Linked DNA regions of Rattus norvegicus: region 1 is linked to region 2. The links are chromatin contacts, called in public Hi-C maps. All regions are on one chromosome and are shown on one strand. The core of a region is the stretch at or near the end of the contact, and the rest is flanking DNA. Distances in the headings are between cores, read along the strand shown.

What was found. Hi-C and Micro-C count contacts between places; a contact is called where the count stands out from the background.
Region 1: a Hi-C map of kidney shows a contact between it and region 2, with 2.7 times the contacts expected there. The contact joins the promoter of Traf3ip2 here to the enhancer-like site in region 2. A contact is called at or near these places in 4 of 12 Hi-C or Micro-C datasets (frontal cortex, kidney and mammary epithelial cells).

The regions. Positions count from the first base shown.
Region 1 is chr20:44,561,428-44,569,040 of GRCr8, forward strand. Traf3ip2 (Traf3 interacting protein 2) reads left to right here and starts at 4,610. Exons shown (of 9, transcript NM_001044248.1): 1 at 4,610-4,704. It overlaps LOC108349084 (a long non-coding RNA gene), which reads right to left and starts at 5,840. Exons shown (of 3, transcript XR_001842493.3): 1 at 4,834-5,840; 2 at 4,264-4,607; 3 at 3,648-4,012.
Region 2 is chr20:44,503,061-44,510,371 of GRCr8, forward strand. All of the region lies in intron 13 of Fyn (FYN proto-oncogene, Src family tyrosine kinase), which reads left to right. Among named protein-coding and RNA genes, the nearest start is that of Traf3ip2, 59 kb to the right of the region's middle. Within about 2 kb of position 4,276, at least 8 of the 93 cell types and tissues checked have an H3K27ac peak or open chromatin away from gene starts, as enhancers often do. A contact at or near this core is called in kidney, where this site is marked.

The sequences.
Region 1 (7,613 bases), core at 3,360-5,859, 59 kb after region 2:
CAGTTAGAGTTCACAGTCCAGGACTGAAGTTGAGGCTTGGCATCATGAATGGAATCTCTTAATGAAGCCCAGTTGCAGTAGAAAATCCCAGTGTACCAGAGATGCCAGGGCCAATGGGTTGACCACCACAAACAGAAGCAGCAATGGAGGGGCATCAGTCAGAGCTTAGAGTGCTACAGAGGGCAGAGCTAGAGAAGTAACCCAAGCGCTTTGGAGGAGCCCAGAAGATGATGTGCAGATCCCAGACATTGAAAGTAGCTGTGAAGTTGAAGTTGCCTTGGAGACCCCAAGATGTTAGAGATGCCAGAGCTGTGGGATCCCTGTCTAGGAAAGCTGCTAACAGGGAGTAGAAACAGCCCAAGAGAAGTAAGTTTGCTGTAGTCATCAAAACTGAAGGGAGTTGGATATCAGAAATGGAGATGCAGAGTTTGCTCAGATGGTTGTGATCTTGCTTTGGTCCAGTAATTCCTCACTGTGATGTTTTGGAATGGTAATGTATATCTCGTGTCATGATATATTGGAAGTATGTGATCTGCTTTTTTATTTAGATTTTATAGGGGATTATAGTTAAGAGATTGAATATCAGAAGAGACTTGTTGATACTATGATTGACTATTGGGACTTTTGAAATTAGACTAAATGTAGTTTGCATTATGCTATGGCTAGGTATAACTTCCATAGCCTGTGGGACCCAGGGAGTGGAATGTAGTGATTTGAATATACTCGGCCCATGGGAACTAGCATTATGAGGAGGTATGGCCTAATAATTGGGGGAGTGTTGGAGGAAGTATGTCACTGTGGAAGTGGGCTTTGAGAGCTTCTTCCTGGCTGCCTGTGGAAGACAGTGTTTCCTTCTTGCTACCTTTGGATCAAGATGTAGAACTCTCAGCTCCTTCTCCAGCACCGTGTCTGCCTGGACGCTGCCATGCTTCCTGCCATGATGATAATGATCTGAACCTCTGAACCTGTGAGCCAGCCCCAATGAAATATTGTCCTTTATGATACTTACCTCGGTCACGGTGTTTCTTCACAGCAAATAAAACTCTAACTAAGACGCACACATGCACACGAACACACACACACACACACACACACACACACACACACACACACACACACACATCTGACTCACAGGCTGCAGTCCAGCTAACCCAACAATGGCCAACTGTGAATGGGAAGTCCCAGAATCTAGTAGTGGCTCAGTCCACAAGGCCAGGTACGTCTGCTGGTCTTCTGTATATGCTACCATTCTGAAGAAGGATGTTCCAATGGCAGTGAAGGAATGGATATGTGAGCCAGGCAAGGCAAAGCGGGCAAAAAGCAAAAACCTTCCTTCTTCCATGCCTTTCTATTGGCTTCCAGCAGAAGGTGTGGCCCAGATTAAAAATGTCTCCCCACCTCAGGTCCAGATCAAAAACCTGTGTCTTTCCATCTCAAAAATCTGAATCAGAGGCTTCTCTTCCTACCTCAAAGGTCTGGACTAGAAGTAGTCTCTCTCACCTACTTCCAACAAAGAAAAAAATTTCTCAGTCTCTCATAGGTGTACCCTCCATTTTTCTGGATTACAGTTCTGTGGTGGTTTGAACATGCTTGGCCCAGAAAGTGACAGTGTTAGGAAGTTGGTGTGGCCTTGTTGGAGGAAGTGTATCATTGTGGTGTGAGCTTTAAGACCCTTCTCCTGTCTGCCTTCGGAACAAGATGCAGAACTATCAGCACCAAAGTCTTTCATATTCCCACCGTGATGGCCCATTAATTCCCACTTAAAGTGCTCCATTGCATTCCAAATCCAAAGCCCCCAAATCCAAATTCTTCCAAATAAAAGCATGGTCAGACCTACCACGCAATACCCTAGTCCCTGGTACCATCTTCTGTCTTAGGGTTTTATTGCTGTGAAGAGACATTATAACCATGGAATTTAATTGGGGCTGGCTTATAGTTCAGAGTTTCAGTACATTGTCATCATGGTGGGAAGCATGGCATCACACAAGTAGACTTGGGGTTGGAGAGCCAAAAGTTCTACATCTTGGTCTGAAGATAGCCAGGAAGAAGGTGTCTTCCGTACTGGGCAGAGCATGAGCCTAGGAGGCGGTGACGTGTGACACACCTCCTCCAATAAGGCCATATCTCTTCATAGTGGCACTTCCGATGGCCAAGCATTCAAACCATCATATAGTCTAATTCTCTGGAAGAGTAATGCCTAATTACACACTTCCTTTTCTGAGTTGCCGTGGTGATGGTATCTTCTCACAGCAACAGAAAAGCAACCAAGACAAGCCCTAACTGACAAAAGACACTGGGACCCCTAGAACTTGGCAAGCTTTACTTCTGGACTTTTTAACTCAGGGTGAGATGGTTGGCCCGTCTCTTGACTCCTCGACTTTTGACTCTGAGAGCAGAGACTCATGTGTAAACACAGACCCAGAGTGACTGGCAGTCACAGACTGGCCTTTTCATTGCTTCCGTCCGTCCCCTTTTGAGAGTTATCAAGAGTTGTGTAAAGAAAGGGAACGACCTCAGCTGCACTCAGACTTGTAGGAAACAGTCCAGAGCTGAGCAGCCAAGGGAGGAAAGATTCCTACAAGCAAGCGAGATAGCTCGGAGTTTGGCTGATCCACAAATTAGCTATGTGCCCTTCAAGAAGCTAGTGGGCATCTCTGAGCCTTGTGCTGTGGGAATGGCGGCTTCTGCACCTCTCATGTCTGCTTGAAGGGTTAAAGGTATGCAAAGGTCCCCAGGGGCAAGCTGCTTCCTGGGAGGCTACATGTGAGCATCCAGACAGCAGTGGAAAGCATCTGGGAACCTGAGGTGTTTATGTCCCAGTCCTCAGGCATGGCCTCTGTCATTCCTCTTTCAGTCTAAGCTCGCCAGGCATGTGCAGACAGACGTTTCTCGGTGCAGGAGATTCTCTATAAACAGTTTACATCCTTGGGCTGCTTTCCAGGAGGGGCCTAGCAGAGGCTCTGAGCAAGGAGCTGTTATCCCATTCCCCGAGCTAGGATGGACTCAGAGAGGAGGGGTACACAGCAACCTAAGACAGGTCTTAGGCTTGCTGCCTTTCTTACAGGCCCCCATATCACAGCTCTCACGGGGTGGAGACTGAAAGAAAAGGCTGTCCTGACTCCTCACAGAAAGGGTTCCAAAGGCAGAGGTTTCCAGAAACACCTCTGGGGCTCTACTCAGCCCTACTCCCCCTCCCGCTGCTCTCCCCTCCCATTTGTCTCCCCTTTCCTGTTCTCATTCCAATGTTGATAGAGTCCCCTGCCCCATTATCCTGGTTCCAGTCATTCCACGCAGAATGCTGGTTTCCCCCAACCACTAAGATCTAATAATAATTTTGAAGCAGAAGGCTTCCAGGCTCAGCTCACACATTTCTGACTAGATGATTCAACAGGTATACAGTGATTGCCTATAATGTCATGGGCAGTGTCCCAGATGCTGGGGACACATAAATCTAATATCTCTCTGTCTCTGTCTCTCTTTCTCTCTGTCTCTGTCTCTGTCTCTCTCTCTGTGTGACCATATATATTGTCAAAAATGTTTTTTTCCAAATACTTTCTCAAAGCCACTTCTCCATGTCATTTTATACAAATAGTTAATACAAATATCCATTGTTTTTTCACAGCTAAATAGTACTTCATTGTAAAAACACACCAACAACTGTACCACCTTTATTCTAAAGTTTTAAAAACAAGCCACATTCCCTTTGCTTATTATGTGTGGCACAACTTTACGTGTAATACTTGGGCAACCTGATTGAGGGCATTCTGGGCGGTGTCCCCTGTGTGTGCGAATGGGGAGACAGGACTGGCTCAGTCTGAGACACCTTCTGTGGGGGAGGGGGGAGTTCAGGGGCTGCGATGCTGGCTGGTGGCCTGAAGGAGTTCACACGCGGGCTGGCTCCCATCACCCTCCAATGCCTTGGAAGTAACCTGGATTTATATTACCCATAAACACCACCGTGGCATCCTTCTGCCTCCAGGATCCCCGTCTGTGCAATAAATTCCGTAGAGCACTGAATAAACAAAGGGAAAAAGAAAGAAATAAACTTAAGATTGTGAAATGAGAAGCCGGAGGGCTGTGTGTGTGTGTGTGTGTGTGTGTGTGTGTGTGTGTGTGTGTGTATGTGTATGTGTGTGAGAGAATACAGTCCAGCACAGGGATATAGGCAGTGAACCCTTTGCCCCTTAGTTACGGGCAGCAAGTCTGTTTTAGTGAGTTAAAAGACTCAGTTATAAGCTCTTGCTTCCCATTCCCTCCCATTACCGGGCCCAGGTTTCTTCGTTTGAAGGCGCTCAAGAATCAGCAGTCTGAATACTCAAGTTCAGTCTCCAAGAGACGCCTTCTCAGGCGCCCGCCGCAGTAACCCAGAAGCCCGGGGCATTCCTCACAGTTTTCTTATCTGTGTGGTAAAAGCAGGATGCAGCCTAATTGGCTGCTGGTTCTCTCTGGTAAACGCGGGAGGTTTCTGTTTTAAGAAGTAAAGTCAGTTCTCAGCGGTTGATTCACTGCCCCACGGGGAGACTGCTGAGCAGAGGCTTCCTCTCCGTAGAGATTTGCATACAGCATCCACTTCCTGCTCGAGAGCCTGCTCCACCACTTACCTGGACCTGGAGAGGGCGAGGGAGGTCTGAGCGGCCCGAGGTGGATCCCGGAGAGCAGAGCCCGCGACCACCCCCTGGGCCCGTCTGTCGGTGGCGATCTTAGGTAAGCGAGCTCATTGGTCCCTGCCTGCTCTGACCTCTTTAACCACTGACCGGCTTTCCAGTCCACTGCCTTCCCGGTCGCCAGATCTCACTTCCCTCCGCCCTCATGTCCCCATGTCCCCACCTTTACCTTGTTCATCTGGAGGGCAGTTTGAGCTGGGACAGACTGAGTTCCTGCAAGAATGTGGCGCCTCTTTAGGGTTTCTCTCGGGCAGGCCGCGGGGCTGCTTAATTAACTCTTTAAGGGGAGGGACACACCGCCACAAAACTGCTTGGAGTTTTCAGTACTCATAGTTAGCTGTCAAGAAATCCAGGTACGTAGTGAGTTCAAGGCCAGCCTGGGTGACGTAGCGAGAACCTGTCTTTAAAACGAATCAAAACTGTTTCTCAAAGGAAGGAGCCATGATAGAAAGGATTAAGTACTTGGCTTTCAGCCCAAGACACTGGCAGGAAGGCCAACTCCCAGTTTTTCCCTATTTTATGCTGGGAGAAAATACCAACAGCACATTCTCGGGTTAGAAAGTACTCGACGCCCCCACCCTCACACCCCGGCAGGCCTCCATTCCCCTTAGCCAGTCATTTGCTGGGTCTGGATGTTGCTGGGAATGCCAGGAGAGAAACACTGGATCTTAGAAGCCGCCGCCTTCTCTGCGACTTCCTAGTTCACAGTGGCCTCTTAGACACACACACAGACTTTTTTTTTTAAAAGGGAGTCAGTGGAAAGAAACCAAATTAATAATTGAAGAAGAGGACAGAAAACTTGCCGTCCAAGTTCTCCCTCCACTTTGCGTGGGTCCATCTCTTGAGCAATTCTCGCTGGCTCCCAGAAGCCTGGATTTCTTCATCTGCAGAGCGTGTGTGTGTATGTGTGTACACGCATGTGGGCGCCCAGGCACTAACATGCTTATGTCTAAATTCCTTTCTAAGGAAACAAGGCCAGGGCAGTCCCAGAAGGGTACCATGATGGGTGGTCTCTAAAGCATGTTTTATTTGCTGATTATTACACATATAAAATTTACCTCTGCTACTAGTGCATTAGGAAGGCTTTGCTTCTTATATTTTCCAGCCCCCAGAACTTGACATGTCATCAAACGCTGTAGAGGCACTCAATCTTACACGTAAACTTAAAAAAAAAATGTTTTTCAATTTCCCTCATCTGCTTTCCGGGCCAAAGGTAAAGCAGCTGTCAGGGCAGGCAGCCTGTGGCAGGGGTGTGGGGGGGGGAGTGGGGGGGAGTGATGGGGGTGGGGTGGGCGTGGGGTATCAGACCAGCTCTGCAGGAGAGCTGCCTAGAATCCAGCCATCATTTCTGGCTTTAACCACATAGGGGGAAATGGGATTTCTTGAATTTAGCTCATGTCCCATGTGTTTGCTGAGAGGCAAGGCAGGCTCCAGAGCTGGCAGATAATCCCGTGGCAGAGGCCAGGAGCTGGATCAGAAGGCACTCCAGGCCACAAACAGTCCGTGTGTGGGCCTTTAATGGGAGGGGAAAGGGAACAGAAACCCATCAGCCCCATGTAAGGCTGACGACTGATTGGAGTCATTACTGGCTGGCAGACGCACTGGATCCTTAACCTCTTCCAAACCACTGCTTTAAGGAACATTATTATTGTTTCTTTTGAGCAATTCCTGACAGTCAGTACAGTTCCAGCAGGTTCTGGCTGAGGGGACTGGTTTGGAACTTTGGGTATTGTTAAACTCTCTGTAGGGTGTCCATGAGGTCTGTACCAGACACCACTATGTATTCCGGAATAAGGGCACCAGACTCCCAACACATTTGCTTGTGGCGACTTCTTGCTTCTTATTTCAAATCCCAGAGTGTTACCATCTGAAACCGGGGTAGCAGCTGTATTTCTGTCAGACCCTCTTTGATGGTAGACGGTCCACTACAGCCACTCTTAATCTGGTGTTCTTCCAAGTCATTCCACACAGGACAAGTGTGAGGAGGTGGGTGATGCAGCCATTCTGACGTGTTCACTTCGTGGGGCCGCCTTGAGCAGGGCGAGGGGCCAGACAACGTGGCAGGACCCAGGGGGGTGGGGTGGGGTATGTTCCTAGCCTAGCGATTCTCAGAGAGCCCAAAGACACACAGTGTTCAAGCCTGTACCTCCCTGGATGAAGGGTTAGTGACTTTCAGACACACTGAAAATTAAAGAGGAGAAAGTCCTAGGTAGATTACGGTGGCGGAGTTTGTCTAAAGGAAATCAATGTCTTACACATTGCAGAGTGGAAATCTCAGATAGATCCTGAATTCAAATCATTTTCTGCAGCAGGCGATTTTAGATTAGTTCACGTCCATATGAACTACAGGCAGCTGCTGTAGGAATGAGCACAGGTGGAGGTGTGGCCAACTTCCAGGTCCTTCCATAGCCAATTAAATGGCCCTTAAACCTGGATCCTATTTCTTTATCAAAGTAATCCAACTGGCCTTCCCCAAGAAGCATCTGATGGCTGGAATCTAGAAGCTGTCCTCCAGGCTTCTCCTGTTTTAGTTCCGGAAACACAGCTCCCTCCCTCCCATCCCACATTCCTTGTCTCCGGCCCAGCATGCCTCCTAGAGCCCACTTGGCTCCTCCAAACTTGGCGCTCTGCTCTGCTCACTCTTCTTGTATACAGGTGTGCACACAGGCCTTCTCAGGGACCATCGGCTTTAAAGCAGCCATGGAAGGGTGGCCTTTCGTCCATGTGTCAGTCCTTAGCTTGCTGCCACTTTGGCTCGGTTCCCTGATGGCACTGCTGAAAGCAAGATGTTTGGGTAGGTGGGAGACCCTCACGCAGCCTGTTCCCCTTTAACACCCAGCAGACCCAGTCCGAATGGGGTCTTGGCAACTCCCTGAGCGATGAAGGAAACCTGGCTCCTTTGCCGCATTGGAATCCTGTGCCCAGCCCTCTCTGCCACTCCTCTCCGCT
Region 2 (7,311 bases), core at 3,026-5,525:
AGTGCCCGTCTCTGAAGCCCCAGCCCCAGCATTGGGAGGTGTGGGTGTGTGAGTCTGTATTATTGCTGCTGCCGCCGCTGCTGTTTTGCTGCTGCTGCTGCTGCTGCTGCTGCTGCTGCTGCTGCTGCTGCTGCTGCTGCTGCTGCTTCTTCCAGCATGCACAAGTGGGCAGACACTCTGGGAACAGTCAACCGGCAGAGAAGAAAGGGCTGCCCAGGAGGGGGTGGGGCCCAGCATGGGTGCTTTTGAATTGCTTCTCAAGGATGAAAATATACCATCTCCAGGTTTTAAAGATGAGAAGGCCCTTTTTAAAAAAAAATTATTATTGTCTACATTTTGAACTAATTTCTTCCTGATCTCCCCAGGTTTATAGACACCCGGTGTGTTAAAAGCAATCACGGGAAAAGGTTAATGTTGTTTTTTGCATTTCCGTGAAGCCTCCTCTTCCAGTAACACAAGCCGCTTTTTGTTCCTGGGTCACACACAGGGAGGCCAAGACAAAGAGGTGGAGGTGGGGGCTCGGAAGAGGAAGAATTTGGAGACCAGGGTTTTGTCAGGTTGGGTTTTAGCACAAAGAAAACCGCCTAGGTGTACAAGCTGGAACGGATTCATTCATGCGGCCTCATTCTGTGTGACCTGGCCTAGCATGTGTTCCCTTGGGAAACAGCACAAATGAGCCACTCAGCTCTCTGGTGGCACTGGTGAGCTGCGGTCCCAGAGCAGGTACTGTTCACGCCAGAGGGGAAGGGCCAGCGGTTGATAGCCCTGAGCTTGCAGAGCCTTACTGTTGGTAGAGTGTTTGTGCCATGTTCATGGAGCGTGGATTACTTAGATGTGCATACTCTGTGTGCTCCTCAACCCTAGTTCTCATTATGTGGCAGAAGCAGGGACAAAAGATAGGCCCTTCATTGACAGACCCATGAAGAGCAGAGGGAGAACTGAGCCCAGCATAGGTGGGTATTTATGCCTGTAAGCCAGTGTTGATCTGTCTTTGTAGGCTTCCGTGACTGCAGCTGTCTGCAGGGGCCATGGGGAAGGGAGAAGGCAGGGAAATGAGACCATGGAGAGCAAGATGAGTCCTACCTGTCACTCCAAAAAGCTGCACAGACTCTCACTGAACTGTAGGGAGGGTCTGAGACGAAGGTGATGTGCTTGATGGTCTTAGAAAGGGGCAGAGCCAGTCATGAGGGGCTTGTGTGCTGCTGTGAAGAGACACTGAAGCCTGGCGGGTTAACTTGATAGCCCAGGGAGCTGCCTACAACACAGAGGGCCATCCCAGACCTGTTCTCATAGCCACAGACACTGCTTAGTTTTATTTTTAACTCAGCTATAATCATATTCAACTGGACTTCTGAATGTGACGGAAACTCTTAAGGGAGACGCATCTGCAGAGAGGTTGCAGTTACGGGATTGCTAACCTAGCAGAGGGTAGCAGGTCCAGGGCACAATCCTTTCCATTACACACTATCTACATGTCTCCATGGCCCGTCAGCCTGTACTGAGGGCTCACCTTGCTGCAACTCTGGATCTCTCGTCCCTGCCGGTGGATGGGAGTCCAGGAGAAAGTCCCAGTCTCTGCTTCTCAGTCGCTTCCATTATGCAGTTTGATACAATAATTTCTCAGTTGCCTAGGACGTGTTTTCAAGTAATTCTCTTCTCAAGAACGGTAGATAGATAGTGGTAAACTTTCCTGAGTTCCTTCATACCTGAGAATGGCTCTGTCACATAGGAAGGCGTGCTGGCTCGTAAGTGACACAGAAAGGAGATGGGGACTGACTTATAAATGAGTTTGGCAAGGCTTCCCAGACATTCCCACCCCACACTAAGTCAGTGCAGAAGTGAGCCTCGGAAAAGAACTGAGCAATGCGAGAGGTGTGGTCACATGAATGGCAGGTTGGCACTGAGCAGAGCTGTGTGTGTACCCAGGCACTCACTGCACTGACCAGAGACAGGAAGGACAGGAGGACACATGAAACAGCAAGGGCCTTGAAACATAAGAGGAATATTGCAATGTTGTCCTGAGGTCAAAGGCCGAGTGAGTACCCACCGGCTTCCAAGATGGGTAACAGACACCATTACCAAGCACAGCCTGCTGCAGCCTGACCAGTTGTACTCCCCTTGCTGGAGTCCAGCCTGCGCTCTGTGTGCAGAGCTTTAAGAGTTCTTTGCATGGAGATTAGGACTGCTTTTAGGCTAAGGGATTGTTGTATGGGAAAAATGGTGATGCTGGTGCCAAAGTGTTTTCCAGAGCTTGATGCATAGAATCATAACTTTGCATTTTAGCCTGACGTTTCACCCCTAGAAGCTTTCTCAAATTCTTTCCCCCTCTGCCTTCACTGCCACTGCCTGTATTAAGCTGTCACCACTGGGTAGTGACCTCCTAATGGAACTTCCTGCCCCCGGTCTCTCCCTTCCTCCCCTAGTCATCCACCATTCTGTCATTGTCGCCAGCAGAAGTGTTATCCTGGAAAGCAGATGAGTTGTCTCACTCTGGCCCCGGTTAAAGGTGCCCAGGGCTTCCCCTTGCCCTCCAGATAACTCCAGAAGGCTGCACCTTGCACACTCAGTCCACACATATTTACTGAATTTACATCGAGTGCTTTTCCAGATGAAAGGATTGTAGCAGTGAAGCAATGAGACTTCCTACCCTTGGGAGAGGTTTTCTTGAAGAAGATGTGCAATACAAACCAATGGACTGCACTCCCTCCTGGCTGGTAGCATTGAGTGGAGCAAAAGAGGAACATGATTAGGAGATGGTGACAGTGGAAGTCACTAAGAGGTGCTCGCTGAGTTTATCTCTGATAGGAGCTAGACTTGGGCCAGGTGGTGTCTAGGGGCACTGTGCACACCTGTGGAGGCGGTAGGGTAGGGGGAGCCTGAGGCTCAAAGTAATGGCTGGGTTGTCTTGCAGGATTGTTAGCAAGCAAGCTTTTACTCTTTTTGTTGCTGTTTACTTTTGAGCTTGTGTTCTAGTTACAATGTTTCTCCTTTACTTTTGAGCTTGTATTCTAGTTACAATGTTTCTCCTTTACTTTTGAGCTTGTGTTCTAGTTACAATGTTCTCCTTTAGTTTTGAGCTTGTATTCTAGTTACAATGTTTCTCCTTCGCCTGGACTCCCTCCACACCTTCCCAGTTACTCCTTCCTACTCCAAATTCACAACCTCTTGTTTCATCAATTGATATTTCGTGCATAGATGAATCTAGATATAGATATAGATATATAGATATCCTGTTGAGTCCGTACACTGTTACTTGGGTTATGTTTTTGGGGCTGATCATTCCACACTAAATGACTAGGTGGCGTGCTTTTCCCTGGGGAGGGCCACCTGTCTCACTCCAGCTTCACTCAGTTGCCTATAATTCTTTGGGTAGGGTTCAGGCTTCATTGGACTCCTCCCATTTGGTTGGCATGCCCATTGGTGTCCTCCTGGTTCAGGTCATGTTTAGGCAGTGATATCGGTGAGACTTTACAAGTGTAGCTTCTGATGTTACTAGGAGACACAGCCTCACAGAACTCCTGTCCCCTGGCTCTTACAATCTTTCTACCCCCTCTTTGCAATGTCCCCAGAGCCTTAGGTGTAGTTTCGTTTTGTCGACGTGAGTGTGCTCTTACTGTGTGTGAAGGGAGCAGTACTGAGGGAAAGCTCTGTCTTTGGATGTCTCTGCTGTCTCTCTCCCTTCACATCTTGAACACACCAAGACACTTGTTTGTGACAGGGTCTCACTGTGTTAGCCTAGAACTGGCTAGATAGACCCAAGCCTGACCTCGAACTTGCAGAGTTCTATCTGCCTGATGCTCTCTCCCAAGTGCTGAGATTAAAGGTGTGCACCGTATGCCCCTGGAATGTTTCTCTCTCCTTCTGTCTGGACTTCCCAGCAGCTCTGCCTTGCTTGAGGGGAACAGGGCATGTTCTGTGTTCTGATTCCCAGCAGTGTCTGTCCACAGTAGACTCTGTAGAAGCAAATAAAGGAATGTGTGAATAAAAGTAGAAAGAAAATTAAATTTAAAAAGAGAAAACTCACAGGCTTTTAAATATTTTTAAAGCCGGCTCAAAGCCTACAGAACTTTCTAACTCTGCCCAGTTAACCTCACATATTATATGGCTGACACGGTGTGAATGTTCCTAGCCACAAGGTAGCATCTGTTCCAAAGTTCTGGGAAGTTGACCTCGTGTTCAAATTTCATATTCCAGTAACCCGGTAGGCAGAATGTCCTGGCCATGCTGTGCTGTGGCCCTTGACTGAATCACCGCTTGTGTACTGGCAGGATCTGGCCGAGCAGGGCTGTTCCCCTAAGCAAATCCGTGTATCCATGCGTTTGAAGTGCACTCAGATCATTCAGCAAGTGTCAGCTGCTCGACTTCCTTGAGCAGATCCAGTCACTCGGTAATGACTCGGAGAGGTAAGGTGAGCTAGCAAACGTGCTAGCATCTCGTAAAGAGCTGAGCACCTGCTCTGCCCCTCCCCGTGAGATCACAGGTAGTCAGTCCTGTGTTCTAGCTGCTGACGGGCAGACTCTCCCTCCAGGAGGAAGGTTTGGACTTTGCAGACGAGAAACAGTCTGAGAACAACCACCCATAGCAGAGCAAGAACAAGCAAGGTCCTCTACCTTCCCAGCCTGTGGTCCCCAGGGTCAGAGCCCCCCTTTAGTTCACTGTGTTCTGTCAGAGAGCACAGAATGCTCTTGCCTCCCCTGCAAGGTTTCTCTTGGCCGACATGGCTGATAAGAGGATAGAAAGGAGGATAGAAGGCTGTGTGTGAAGCCGGAGGGCACTAGGAAGGGGTATCCTCCCAGTGGTACCTGAACACAGCAGCACACTGGTCTTAGCTGTGGGTCAGGCCCCTGCCTCCATGCCGACGCCTTCACCCTCTTTTTCACTTCTTTCAGAAAACAGGAGATCTTCATAGCACTGTATTATCAAAAGCTCAGGCCTGTAATCCCAGCCCTTGGGAGACGGGGGCAGGAGGACTACTGTTAGTTTGAGGTCAGCCTGGGCTGCATAGCAAGACCTTGTCTCCAAAAGTAAAGAGAAAGAGAACAAAAAAAGAAAAGCCCAGAAAGAATCATACATACTACACTATCCACTTCAAATAACCTCTGTGTGCTGTGGTTCTCCCGCCCACCATTTCTGATGTTATCAATACAGCAGTTGTAATAAAAACAGCTGCCCCAGGTGATTGGTGAGATGGGCAACAGTAAACAAAACTAGTAATTATTGCAACTTCTCGGGGTCAGTCGTTTATTTTCATCTGTGCCCTCTGGTCAGCAGGCCTCTGCCCCGGATTTGTACTCCGATCCACGAAGCAGCTCCCAAAGCCTCCTGGCCGTTCTCGTGAGATAAGGGAAAACACTGGGTAATCCGATAACATATTCCATGGTGCAGTGCAGGCTCGAAGAGCAAGCTCCATTAACTCCGCGTCCTTCCTCCCAGCACCCATGCGGCAGCTCTCAAGAGCGAGCAGACAGATGGGTTTTTAAGAGAGCTTACACAGGGAAGCAAGGGGCCTCAGACAGAAGGCCTCATCCAGACACAGTGTAGTATCGTTCCCTTTGAATGAAAAGCTCGGTTTACAAAAGAAATCTGATCTCAGATAACCTGAGTATCATCTCCCATTGTTATAACATTTATTTACACAGTGCAGGTGTCCAGATTCCTACAGCCATGGGGAAACCCATGCGTGACTAGAAAATAAACCCCTAAGTACAGGTATGGCTGCTCTGAGGTCCCTTGAGAAGGCCACACAAGTGGTAAGCAGTAAAGTGTTAAGATTTCTTTGGTAAGACCTTGTCCCAAGACCTTGTCCTAAGCAACTGACAGCAAGGTGTTTAACAAAAGGAGACCCGAGCACATCAGGTCCCCTGCCAAGAGGTACAGAGTATGAGAAGTGACGGCTGTTAAGTGTTCTGCCTATGGAAGCCACTTTTATTCCTTCCCTCAAGAACCAGAAAGAAAAGCAGGGAGGCTCTACTGAGTTCTTGTACAACTCAAAGAATAATACTGATACCCACAAGAAAAGGAGGGGGGAAAAAAACACACACACACACACATACATACATACATACATACATACATACATACATACATACATACATAGGACAGTCCATGTTGGCAACTGTACAACGTCTGGATTTGAAAGGAAGAGTTGGAGACTTGACCCCTTGTGTTTGAGAAGGAAACCAGCAAAATGACTCAGAAAGAATAATACGGAAAGAATAATATGGTGATAACGTCAGGAAGTGAGCACAGTCCGCTTGGCCAGAGGCTCACAGCTACAGTGTTTGGGGCAGAAGGACTAGATCCGTTACAGCCGTGACTATGTTTGAAAACACGAAAGAAAAATTAAAGGGAGACCTCAGAGCAGAGGGCTGTGGAGAACTCTGAGCGCAGGGCTCACCTGGGTCCTGGAAAAGCAGCCCCCCAGAACGGGCCCTCTTCAAAGGAAGAGCAGAGACTGCTATTCTCTTGAGCTGTGGGAGCACAGAAGAGAGTTGAGACCAACCTGGGCAATGGGTATTTTTTTGGAATATTACCATGGTGTACTTAACTGAAGTACTGTTTATGAATTAAAAACTCACTGAATCCTTGCTGATCTAGAACATCTTGACCATTGCCGAGGTTTGTTGAGGAAGTGCCAGGTCTGCAGGACCGCCCATTGTGTTCTGGCCTCTGGTTGGCTGAGGAAGTACCAGGTCTGCAGGACCGCCCATTGTGTTCTGGCCTCTGGTTGGTTGGAAGACAGCTAGCGCTGTTACGCTTGTCACTCAGCCAGTTGCGGTGTCTAATAGCCTGCTCTTTTGGCAAAGCTGTCTTTGGTATGTGTGTGTTTCAGTCAATGCATAGAATTGTTTATATACTCCCTGGACTCCCGGAGGTCTGGAGAGAGCACACGAGAAGAAAGGAGAAATGGGGTGGGGGTGGGGTGCCGTGGGAAAGGAGGTAGCAGGCTGGGTATCAAAGCTGACAGTGTGGTCTTCAGGCCTGACCCAGTCATCACTCTGCATGTACTGAGGTATGGCTCTGTCCCATGGCTACAGCTACCCAGGAAGGAGGCCTTCTTGGCAAATCTGACATGCTGTTTTCGGTTGTCACCTCTGCTATGTCCAAGTCTTGGGTGGAGCACTGGAAAAATAGGCTTGACCCAAATGGCCAGTTAAACTTTCCATTGGCAGAGACTGAATTAAAAGTTTAAAGAAAAGAAATATTTCCATCTGAGGAGTTTGGTTTTTTTTTTTTTTTAAATAAAATAAACCATTTACTGACAAATGATTCACGGAATCATGGGAAAGTAGTTAATTGAATTCTGCGGTG